Linked DNA regions of Mus musculus: all the other regions are linked to region 3. A link is a contact called in public Hi-C data. All regions are on one chromosome and are shown on one strand. The core of a region is the stretch at or near the end of the contact, and the rest is flanking DNA. Distances in the headings are between cores, read along the strand shown.

What was found. Hi-C and Micro-C count contacts between places; a contact is called where the count stands out from the background.
Region 1: a Hi-C map of erythroblasts shows a contact between it and region 3, with 1.7 times the contacts expected there. The contact joins the promoter of Aqp9 here to the enhancer-like site in region 3. A contact is called at or near these places in 1 of 39 promoter capture datasets (liver), 4 of 484 Hi-C or Micro-C datasets (the G1E-ER4 cell line, LSK cells, erythroblasts and 1 more), 1 of 115 datasets of contacts at active chromatin or transcription factors (the HPC-7 cell line) and 1 of 9 other capture datasets (bone marrow-derived macrophages).
Region 2: a contact with region 3 is called in a Hi-C map of granulocyte-monocyte progenitors, with 2.3 times the contacts expected there. The contact joins two enhancer-like sites. A contact is called at or near these places in 1 of 39 promoter capture datasets (the C10 cell line), 2 of 484 Hi-C or Micro-C datasets (granulocyte-monocyte progenitors and myeloid progenitors), 1 of 115 datasets of contacts at active chromatin or transcription factors (the HPC-7 cell line) and 1 of 9 other capture datasets (adipose tissue).

The regions. Positions count from the first base shown.
Region 1 is chr9:71,161,855-71,165,524 of GRCm38.p6, reverse strand. It overlaps Aqp9 (aquaporin 9), which reads left to right and starts at 2,236. Exons shown (of 6, transcript NM_022026.3): 1 at 2,236-2,552. The coding sequence starts at 2,442.
Region 2 is chr9:70,583,768-70,587,483 of GRCm38.p6, reverse strand. Sltm (SAFB-like, transcription modulator) reads right to left here. Exons shown (of 21, transcript NM_025690.4): 15 at 3,372-3,552; 16 at 2,607-2,731; 17 at 1,396-1,560; 18 at 535-849; 19 at 289-433. Among named protein-coding and RNA genes, the nearest start is that of Sltm, 43 kb to the right of the region's middle. Within about 2 kb of position 2,008, at least 68 of the 459 cell types and tissues checked have an H3K27ac peak or open chromatin away from gene starts, as enhancers often do. A contact at or near this core is called in the HPC-7 cell line, granulocyte-monocyte progenitors and myeloid progenitors, where this site is marked.
Region 3 is chr9:70,840,605-70,844,312 of GRCm38.p6, reverse strand. The region is part of intron 1 of Lipc (lipase, hepatic); the gene reads left to right. Among named protein-coding and RNA genes, the nearest start is that of Gm32017, 72 kb to the left of the region's middle. Within about 2 kb of position 1,747, at least 151 of the 459 cell types and tissues checked have an H3K27ac peak or open chromatin away from gene starts, as enhancers often do. A contact at or near this core is called in the G1E-ER4 cell line, the HPC-7 cell line, LSK cells and 5 more, where this site is marked.

The sequences.
Region 1 (3,670 bases), core at 987-3,486, 320 kb before region 3:
GCTAGGAGAGGATGATCTTTTTAAAAACCCAAAGATCTGACGACCTCATCGACCTGTCTAATCTACTCCAATGATTTATGACACTTTTAACCTGATACACAATTTACAAGGCTCAGTATAGTCTTGTTTCTCCCACCCCAGCTCATTCTTCACACTGTTCCTTCCTTCACCCTGGAGGCTAACCACAGTGGGTGTTTCTCTGGTTCTTTTATAGGTGTCATTTTGCCCCCCCATCCCTCAAAGTCTTTCACACCCACTTCCTTCCCCATTTCATGTGAATAGGCCCTGTGCCTCCTGATCTCAGCTTAGACATAACTTCCCAGAAGACACTGCAGAGATCTCTCCAACAAGGTGGACTCCGCTTGCCGTATTTGCACATGGAAATACAGCCCCCGCCGGCAGAGCATGTGTCCTCGGCTGGAGTTGTCTGTTCGTGTCCCTGTGTGATTGTGTCTAATGTTGGTCTCCGTCATAGCCAGCCCTGTGACAAGCAAGACTGCCCCGTGCTTTTGCTACAGGCAGTGCTTGGCACACAGCAAGTATGCCATAAATATTTGTCAGGTGAGTGAGCGTGGACTCTGAAGAACACGCTTTGTGTCTTATTAGCTGAAGTCAGAGCAATAAAGTCCTGTTCCTCTGGTCGAGCCACCAGGACTTGGGCATAATGTGGTCATAGGAAACTCTCCAAGACAAAGCTATCCATGATCACCTAACCAGGAGTTAAAGCAAACTTCTGGGTGTTTCAGCTACATCCTCATCATGACCATTTAATCAGGAATTAAAGTCGAAATGCTAGATTGTTTTTTATTTATTTATTTTTTAAATTTATAGTATTGACCTCTTCGGTCTGAACTGTAAACTTTACCTGCAGCTTAGGTGTTTGATCCTGCCTCTGGGCTCTTCCCAGCTGCTCTGCTCACAGCCTCCCCTCACCCCTTCCAGCCTGCCTCCTCAGCTGGAAATGATTGAGGGCCTCCTGCAAAGGTAGAGGAGGGCCCCAAAGAAGACTGGGAACTGGGCAGGCTGCTCTGAGGGAGGGAAGGAGGGTGGGAGGGAGGGAGGGAGGGAGGGAGCATAGCATGGGTTCAAGTCAGTGGACTGCCTGGGGGTGTTTAGAGACTACTGCCTCCAATTCCGTCTTTTCAGACAAACCAGCTTTGGAAATCAGGGCTTGCTTATTGATCAGGTCAAGAAGCTATTATAAGATGTAGTCTGTTGCCTGTGAGGATGTTAATTCATCAGATTTAAACTAGATACCTTAGTGGGGCATAGTTACTCCTCTCTTCTTTAACTGGGATGGGATTGACTGGTCAGAGGGCTAGAATTCCAGTCCTCTGCTTTCTCTATCTTTCTGATTCTTGAATCCTAAACTCTGTTTACCAGATAGGGAGACCACTTCAGTGAACAAGAGGGAGTTCCCATCTTGTCCCATAAACACCTTAACACCCTCCCCTCCCCTCCCCCCTCTTTCCCTCCCTCCCTCCTCCCCCCCCTTTTTTCCTCTCAAGACAGGGTTTCTCTATATAGCCCCAACTGTCCTGGAACTCATGTAGACCAGGCTGGGCCCTTGAACTCACAGAGATCAACCTGTCTCTGCACACACACACACACACACACACACACACACACACCTCACCCCCCACCCTACCCCCAGCGCTGGGATTAAAGGCAGCACTAACCCAATGCCCCATAAACTTACATTTCGGAGCCTTTAAACTGCCCTTCCATAAGTTAATTTAGTTATTTCTGGAGCCCTTCAGAAAGACTCCAGCAGTCCCATGAACTCCCCGAGGCACTACTAGAGCCAGCCTAGTCTCTTTCCCTTACACTCTCCAGTTTGGAAGAAAACCTTCAGGAGAGAATGTTCACAGTGAAGGTGTCTATACCTGATTGAACTATTCTAAATTACACCCAAACTGCCCACTTCCGAATAGGAGAAAACAAATCATCAGAAGGCTGAAGTTGTGTAACAGGTAAATCTCTTCTGGACCAAGGCCCATCTCTGGTTTGGCAACCCAACCAACGTAGCATCTCTTTTCTCATCTCCTGGAAAAAAAAAAAAAAAAGAAAGAAAGCCAACAGAGAAAAAGTAGCCAGAGAACAGAGAATAAAGGTAATGATTAATCTGTCAAGTACAAAAAGAGTCATTTTGAGGATTTGGAATTATAACTCATTAATGCAAACAAATAGCAATGAGCTGGGAGGGAGGGAGGGGCTGACAGCAGAGGCAGACAAGGATTAAGTCACAGTTCCTAATTAGGACAGGCTCTCTGACACAGTCAGGTATCTCTTTAGTCGCCTCCAGAGATCCGTGCAGAGCTAAGTGAGCTTGGTTTTTTTAAAATTCTTTTTTGTTTGGTTTGGTTTTCATGTGGTAGTGAAGGCAGGAAACTGAGCGAGCAGACCTTGGTGGAAAGCTTACCTCTGGCAGAAACCCCAAGATGCCTTCTGAGAAGGACCGAGCCAAGAAGAACCTCGTGCAGAGGCTGGCCCTGAAGAGCTGTCTGGCTAAGGAGACACTCTCTGAGTTCCTGGGCACCTTTATAATGATTGTGAGTATTGCTCGATTTCCATTTTCCCAGTTCAGACCTAACCCCGCCTTCCTGGCTGCCAGGCGTCTGGAGCAGGGCGTTTGTTTTTTTGTTTTCCCTGATTATCAGTTCCAGTCCCTTCTAGGAGGCAGCAAGTCACTTTCTAGGTTACTTGACTATTTGGTGACCATTAAGAGCTTCGTTCGCTCTTAACGTGTAGCCAAGACAGTTGATAGGAGTGGAGAAGGGGGAAGGGGAGTACTTCTTCATTTTAAAATGTCTCAAAGTGGCTTTTATGATGAAAGAGTTGCTAGACATTGCTTCCCATTTGGTGACTGAGTCATCTGAAACAAACATTAATGGTCAATAGATAGCGTGGAACAGGCTGCCAAGAGAGGTGCCTGGCAGTTTTGTTTGTTTGTTTGTTTGTTTATTTATTTATTTATTTATTTGTGTGTGTGCACGAATGCACACAAGTGCATCTGAAAATGGCCTGGCAGTTTTATTTATTTGTTTGTTTGTTTGTTTATTTATTTATTTATGTGTGTGCACCAATGCACACAAGTGCATCTGAAAATGGCCTGCTGGAGTCAGCTCTCCTTCCACCATCCTTCCACCATGTGGACTCTAGGGATGGAGCTCAGGTCATCAGGCCCGGCAACAGGGACTTTTATCTCGTGAGTCATCTCACCGGACCTACTTAGTAAATCAGAACTTGGGGTTAGTATGGTGTGTGTGTGTGTGTGTGTGTGTGTGTGTGTAGCCTTGTGTTGGTTTCATATAATTTCTCCCTTTTGATTGAACTTGACTTGAGCAAATCTCTCAAGGTCTTTAAATTGAACTTCATAGAGTTAAACATGGACAGGCCTAAGAATCTCAAAAAGAGATTGGCTCAGCTATGAAAACAAACAAAACAAAGAATAAAACAGAGACCAGAAACTATTGCTACTTTCTGAACTGGTGTGAGCCCTGGCCTCAGGCTTTTTTTAAAATGGGACAGCTATTTATTTCTATTTATCTATTTATTTATTTATTTATTTATTTATTTATTTATTTATTTATTTTGGTTTTTCGAGACAGGGTTTCTCTTTATAGCCCTGGCTGTCCTGGAACTCACTTTGTAGACCAGGCTGGCCTGG
Region 2 (3,716 bases), core at 759-3,258, 260 kb after region 3:
ACACAGAGAAACCCTGTCTCATAAAACAAACCACTCATCAAAAGCATCTCATATAGGCTGGCTAGAACTCAGCAGCTAAGAGCACCAGCTGCTCTTCTGAAGGACCTGGCTCAATCCCCGCCCACTCACATCTGTCTGTAACTCTAGTTCCAGGAGACCTGAATCCCAAAGGCATAAAAATGGCACACAGATATATAAAGGCAGGCAAAACACCCGTAAAATAAAAATTTGATTTTTAAAATGAGAGAAAAACGTAAGCATCAACAGGTAGCTTTCGGCAGCTTTTACCTGTGTTCCGCTTCCTCTGTCAGCAATGACTCCTCGCTCTCCCTCTCGGGTTCCATAGCCTGAGGCACTACTCCGATTCCCGGGGGGCGCTCCCCTCACAGTGTGTCCAGAGACTTCTCTCCCAGATCTTTCTGGCCTTTCAACTCTGTTAACATAGCACAAGAATCAAAACCTCACTTTATATTCTTAAAAACTCAAATGCACAGTAAATGCACAGTATACCATGAAGAAATTACTAAGAACTACCGTGACTCCCGTTTCTCTGTGGACATATTCGCTTCGCTTTTCCAGGAAGTTGGTCTAGAAGGATTGGGCACAGTCTCTCGAGGGTGTCTGGGGTGAGCGACCTCAGGTCGGTCATGAAGGATTACTGTTCTTCTCTCGTCTCTCTCCCCTCGGACCTCTCGTCTGTCTGTTTCTCTAAGTTCATTTCTTGGTGGTGGAGGCTCATTTCTTCTGGAATCACTGAAGTTTTTAGGGTACCTTTCAAAACTTGGCTCTTCTCTTCGGGCTGCTGGTCTCGGTTTCTTTCCTTCACTTTGACCAACAAACCGTTCCCGTCTATTGAAGAAAAACAAATACAGGTCCTCAGAAGTGTTGACTTGCTCAGATTCTCAACTTGATCTGCATAACCTATAGTGATGAAACCTTCTTTTAAGGGAAATTATGGCAAGGCTGCCAGAAAAGCCCTCATTACTGCAATGATCTTCTTTTAAATTGAGCTGTCTAATACAAAGGCTGGTTTGTTTTTCAGGAGAGATTTTATCGGTGGAGTCACTACCAGCCTGCATGGTTTACTGTTACAGCCATGGCACATCCAAAATTAGCATTCCCCATTCACACATTCTATTGTTTTTTATGGGGGAGAGGCTCAAATGGCTGTGTAGCCTTGGCAGGTCTGAACTCCTGACTCTTCAGCTCCTACCTCCCAAAGCCTCTTTCCAGTTGAAGGTAAGAAGACCACAGCACTCTCCCACCAGTGAAAACCAAAACTAGACACACAGTTTGTTCTGAACACTCAGTGTGGACTTAGCACTTCACTAAGATCTTACAGAGAACCAACGTTGGGACTAGCAAGGCTCCTATCTCACTGTAGTGTCCACCAACCTTTCAAAGGATGACTGCACAGATGCAGTGTCAGGAAACCTGGCCCGTTCTCGGTGACTGAAGTCAAGGAACCTGCTCTGTTGACGATAGTCAGACCCATGGCCGAATCGTGCCTCTGTATCTAGAGATAACTTTTTATTCTCGCTCCAGTAAGGGTCATCTCGCCTTGAAGAGAAATTTTTGCTCATTTATATAAATTATTTGATAATTACCAAACAGCGTTCTTTTGGATTCATAGATATGTTGGAACAGTCAACAACATAAAAGGCTACTAAACTCAAGATACAACAGTGAGTAGCAGGGACAGAACTAGCTGTTAAATCCCGTGTCATAAATATGAGGAGGAAAGTATTGAAACACTGTCGGTTTTTTGTGTGTGCACACATGTAAATGTGTGTCTGGGTACACACACCTGTGCGTGTGGGTCATGTGGCTGCCTCCACCTTACTTCTTAAGACAGAATCTCTCACTGAACCTGGAGCTCACTGAATGAACTAGACTGGTTGTCCCGAGAGCTCCAGGGATATCTGCCTGTCTGCCTCTTCAAAGCTAGGATTACAGGCACATACTTCTGCACTCATCTTTTTCCATGGGTGCTGGGGATATAAACACAGATCTCATGCTTGCCCAGCAGTCACTCTGCCCACTAGGTCATCTTTCTAGCCTAAACTTCCTGTTCTTACATCTTCAAACAAAAAAAGAGGAAACTCCTGACATCGTGTCATAACGGATTCTAAGCAGCAGTTATCAGTTATTCCTTTTTCCCCTTAAAGTGCAGGGGATGACCCCGGACCTGTCTCATGAAAGGGAAGTACCCCAAGACCGAGCTGCATCCTTAGCCTCAGCAACTGTGACCCTCACAGACGCTGGAGAAGACCAGAGCACCCATTTCTCCACTAAAACAAAAAACAAACAAAAATCTAAAGTGCTCAGAACTTGTACTAAGAAAACTATATTAAAAAATTATATTTTAAACTCTACCAAGGAAGCATGAATATAAACACACCAATTCATGACTTCCATTTGTTTATTCTCTGCCTTGGTAAGTATTTTAAAGGCCTGACTTTGAGAACTATCAACCCTGATTATGTCTGTGTCGCTCCAGTTTTAATAAGAAGTCATCTGGTGTGAGAAGAGGCAAGCTAGAGAAAGCAGACCGCTCCTGTCTGCTAGCGCACGCCAGACCGAGAAAGAAGAAAGGAAGCAGCTACCTATGGTCTACGTCACGTGGGCGTTTCAAAGAATTCCTTTTTTCTTGTTCATAGCGAAGCTGCTGCTGCTGCCTTCTGAGCTCCTCTCTCTCCCGAGCAATCCTTTCAGCTTCCCTGCGCCGCTCCTTCAGACACACGGGAAGGAACCAGATACAAAGTAAAGACAGAAGGTAAGTGTGCATCTGGGCTGAGAAGCCATCGCAAAGAAGCACCAGCTAGAGCACATACCTGGGACACATACATTACATTTGAGTCATCTAGACTACAGCTACTGTTGGGTGACAGCAAAAGAACAGGGCTGAGGGGCGGAGACTGGTGAGCGTGTGGGGGAGGGTCAGAGGTCATTTAATAAATTGACTTAAGCAAAAGCACCTAAAAGGAACGAGTAAACTAGGTTTTCTTAAGTGCCTTAAGCCCTGGGTGGCAACTATGCAGAGAGGCATTGTTTTCTTCCAGCCTTGGGTAAGGACTTACTTGTTATTTTTTTTTTTTCTAAGTCTGGGGTGGTGACAGAGCCTGGATTACAACTACTCTGGACTCAGTCCTATGCTCGTACTATTAGGCTGCCATTATACTGCAGAGCTACAGGCTACTTGCAATCAACAAGGAAGTCGCCATTCAGCACACTTAACTAGTGTCAGGGGCACTTCAGTGCTCATTCGGAGCTACAGGAGCTTTACAGGAAGTAAAGCAAACTGGAGGGCAAAAAAATGACAGGGTTTGCAAAGGTGAGTTGTTCAAGATGAAAAGATTTTCTGACTGCACCTGTTCAATACGAATGCGTTCCCTTTCCAAGCGTTCGCGTTCCATTCTCTCTCTCTCTAGTTTTTGCCTTTCAATTTCTAGGCGCTCTCTCTCTCTCTGTAAGCGTTCCCGTTCTTCCCGTTCACGAATTATTCTAATGCGTTCACGCTCTCGACGCTCTCTTTCTGCAATCTCTTTTCGTCTAACAAAAATCAGTATTTAGAAATACTTAAATTATGCTAGCACTGTGTGAAAAATAATAGCTTTGAATTTGAATTTTTCCTCGTGATTGGCAATTTTAAATCCCACATTAATCTTAATAATTTTAATGTAATTGGAAAGAACGCAAAATAAAACTTTAAACAT
Region 3 (3,708 bases), core at 498-2,997:
AACATACAGGTAACCCAGAAAAGAATCCCACAGATACATTTTTATTGAGACATTGTGCTGTTTGTTACATATGTGAGAAAATAAATATGGACGCCGTTCCTCCATTTTCGAGACAGTTTTGAACTGTAGAATTGGAGGGCAGCTGACTAAAAAGGGTTAATGCCACCCCTAAAATCAAGTAACTTAAGAACAATTTGGTCCTCTTGAGATTTCCATTAAGATATTGTCCCATGGGTCTGCAATAGTCTTCCATCTAAGGCGAGTTTGTCCCCAGATTCCAAACAGCAATACTTATGCCATTCAATAATGAATGCATTATGACAGCCAACTATCCGAGCCACCTCTATCCATCACTAATTCTCCCTTCAACAACTGTATGGTGTGCACACATGTGTGTGCAGGTGTGCCCACACATGTATGTTCGCACGTGTGTGGAGGCCAGAGGTAAATCTCAGGCGTCTCCCTCCTCTGCTCTCCACTTTAACTTTTGAAACAAGGCCTCTCACTGAACCTGGAGCTCACTGAACCAGGAGCTCACTGATGCTGCTGGACTGGCTACCCAGCAAGCTTCAGGAGTCTCTCTGCTCTCCCAGTGCTGGGTTACAGATGTGTTCCATGGTGCTTAGGTCCTGGGGACTCCAATTCAGGTCCTAATGCTTGTGTGGCACTCGAGCACTTTGCCCACTGAGCCATCGCCTTTCTGCCTCATCTCATTCTTATTACTTACTAAGCAAACTTCCCCAATTATTCTGTTATGTTTATGAGTGTTTGCCTTCGTATATATGTTCACCCCATGCATGCAGGGCCCATGGAAGCCAGAAGAGGGCACTGGACACCTTAAACTGCAGTTTAAGGTAGTGAGTTTCCAAGTGGGTACTGGAAACCAAACCCCAGTCTTCTGCAAAAGCAGCCAGTGCTCTTAATCACTGAGCCATCTCTCCAATTCTCTTCCCTTTCTTTTCTGCCTGTTGGGCACAGCAGGGCTCTTGGTTCTTACAGAGATCTGTCCTCTACACTGCATAGCGCTGCATGCTAAGCTCACCAATGTTCTGTTAGTCTAGTCTTATCAAAACCTCCCATAGCCTCACCTTGAAGGGTATAAAGCCCTGAACCTCTTAAGTAACTAGGCACACACACACACACACACACACACACACAGCAAACCCTTTTACAGGTCTCACAAGAATTTAAATTTAAGGCTAAAAGTTCCAGTGTCAAAAACTGCTGCCTATGGGAATTGTGGGTATTTGAAGCTCTGCCTACAGTTCAGGAAACACCCTTTGTGGGTGAGCTCCCTTCCCACACAGATGGAAGAGTGAGGATATAACCCTGGAAGTAGCGCATAGGGAAGTGGAAATGCGACTGGAAGGATCCTTCCACTGCCGTTACACACAGTCCACCCAGGCACTGTTTTCTGTCAAATCTCATGAAATAAGGATATAGAAGGCAGCCCTAAGAGATCCGGACAGGAAGCCTGCAGGCTTAGTGACAAGCACCTCAGCGCCCAGCAACAGAAGAGGAGGAGGAGGAGGAGGAGGAGGAGGAGGAGGAGGAGGAGGAGGAGGAGGAGGAAACAGACCTGCAGAGACTGGATAACTCAAATGAGGTCAGATGACTAGCTAGTGGCAAGTGAGTCCTGAGCCCAGGTCTTCTAACTCCAGGATGAAAGTACCTTCATTATGCCTGCCTCTTCTCTTTTGGCATCAGGAAAAGAAACAGACACCAACTTCCTGATGATGACTCATGCTCAGGGTTTCCCAACAACAATGTTACTGAGATGCGAGGCTGCATCACTCTTTAGTGGAAGGGGAGGCCTGTTCTTAGCATGACCTCAGACCTCTGCCCACTAGAAGCAAATAGCACTCCACATGCCCCCACCCCTAAGTGTTTAACAACTGAAAAGTACTTCCAGAAATAGCTGGCATGTGGCTCAGTGGGTAGAGTGCTTGCCTAGCATGAACAAAGCACTGGGCTCTAGCTCCAGCGCTGTATAAATAGGGCGTGTTCTTGCAAACCTGTAATCCAACACTCTAAGGTAGATAGATGCAGGAGGATTAGAAGTTGATGGTTACCTTCTGCTATATAGCAAGTTTGAAGCCAGACTGAGAAACTCAAAACCCTGTCTCCAAAATAATAATATTAATTTTTAAGTCCTCAGATAATGCTATGAAAGCAACCAGGATAGTAAGGAAGAAACAAACGCCCCCATCTGGGTGAAACTGGTTTGAGTGTGAGCTCCTGTTCTGGAGATGATTCTAGTTCATTTGGAGGTTAATGATGGGGCAGAGCAGACAGGAAGTGAGTCGTTAAAGGAACCTCACTGCCAGGCATAGGAAGGTTGATTCCAGAGAATGCTGTCCAGGAATCTGAGAGAGCACAGTGAAGAGGTTGGCTCTGTTGTACAAAGGAACAAAGTCAGAAAAGGAACTTGTCTTTTTGCCACCAGTCTGGGCCCAGGGAACTCAGCAGCAGGAAAGGAAGAAATGTAAAGCCCAGGCCATGATCTAAAAAGCCCTCTCTTTTCAGCCCATCTCTCAGCCTGCTCCATCTATGACTGCTGCACCCACCGCCCCACCCTAGCCACTCTGAAGGTGTTGGTGCCGGAAGGCAGCCTAGGACTCACCAATGCGGCAAGGTTCAGGCTGTATACATACAACATCTTACATGAGCATCACAAGGTGTTGGGTAAAACAGCCAGACACAAAAGACCTACTGTGTGACTCTATTGACACAAAGTTGAAGAACAGAAGAAACACATTCCCATTGATAGGAGGAAGTGGTGGTTTTGGGTGCTGGTATTGCTAGAGACGACTGAGGGCATCCTCTGGGTATGGAGACCTCTGTCGCGATCCTGAAGGAGGCTTGTGAATGGGTAGAAATCCACAGAGCTATACATTTAGGATGGTCATACCTTCCTGTATGTTTCTATAAATAAGCTCTATCCCCTTAAAAATGAATGTTGACTCTGGAACCAAGTGGGTGTGGATTCCAGCCCTGCAGGTGATTCTGGCTAAGTCAGAATTTTTCTAAGAGGCTAGATGACCAGGGCAGTCCAGACAGGAAGTGCACAGTGAGTACAAATAGCGCTGTACTTAAAGGAACCACAGACACTGCCAGACACAGGACACAGTGTCTGTGTGAGGCACAGGATGTCTTAACGTAGGCTCCTCTGTTGCCCCAGGCACTGAGACAGGCCTGACAGCCATTAGCCTCTCTCTCCTCTACTTTCTCTGGCTTTGGGAGCCGTGCTCAGGCGCCACCTCTATTTGCCGAGTTCTTTATCAGTGGATAGAATATTTACAGAGTACAGCAGTGTTGATTACACAGTTCATTTTACTGGAGACTGGGGGATTGCACTGTCTCCTCCTGAGTTATTCTTGGCACGGCAGCATTTGCTCCCAGTATGCATTTCTTTACATCTGAAGTTCTCTCTCTCTCTCTCTCTCTCTCACCTCAGTGACACAGAGCAGATAGACTTCATGCTGTCTTCACCGTCGCTAGCCCCTTGATCTCTTTTATTCTTCTCTTTAGAAACTGGTTGATTCTGAAACAAACAAGCAGGAGTATGGATTCTAGCTCCAGCATCCCCTAACAGAGTTGGTAGACGTGTGTTTCACCTTTGCACATCCCTGTTCAGGGCAGGCTGTGGGTTTTGTTTGTTTCACTTTTTTTTTTCAGGGGTGGATGATGCGTGTACCACACAGTGCT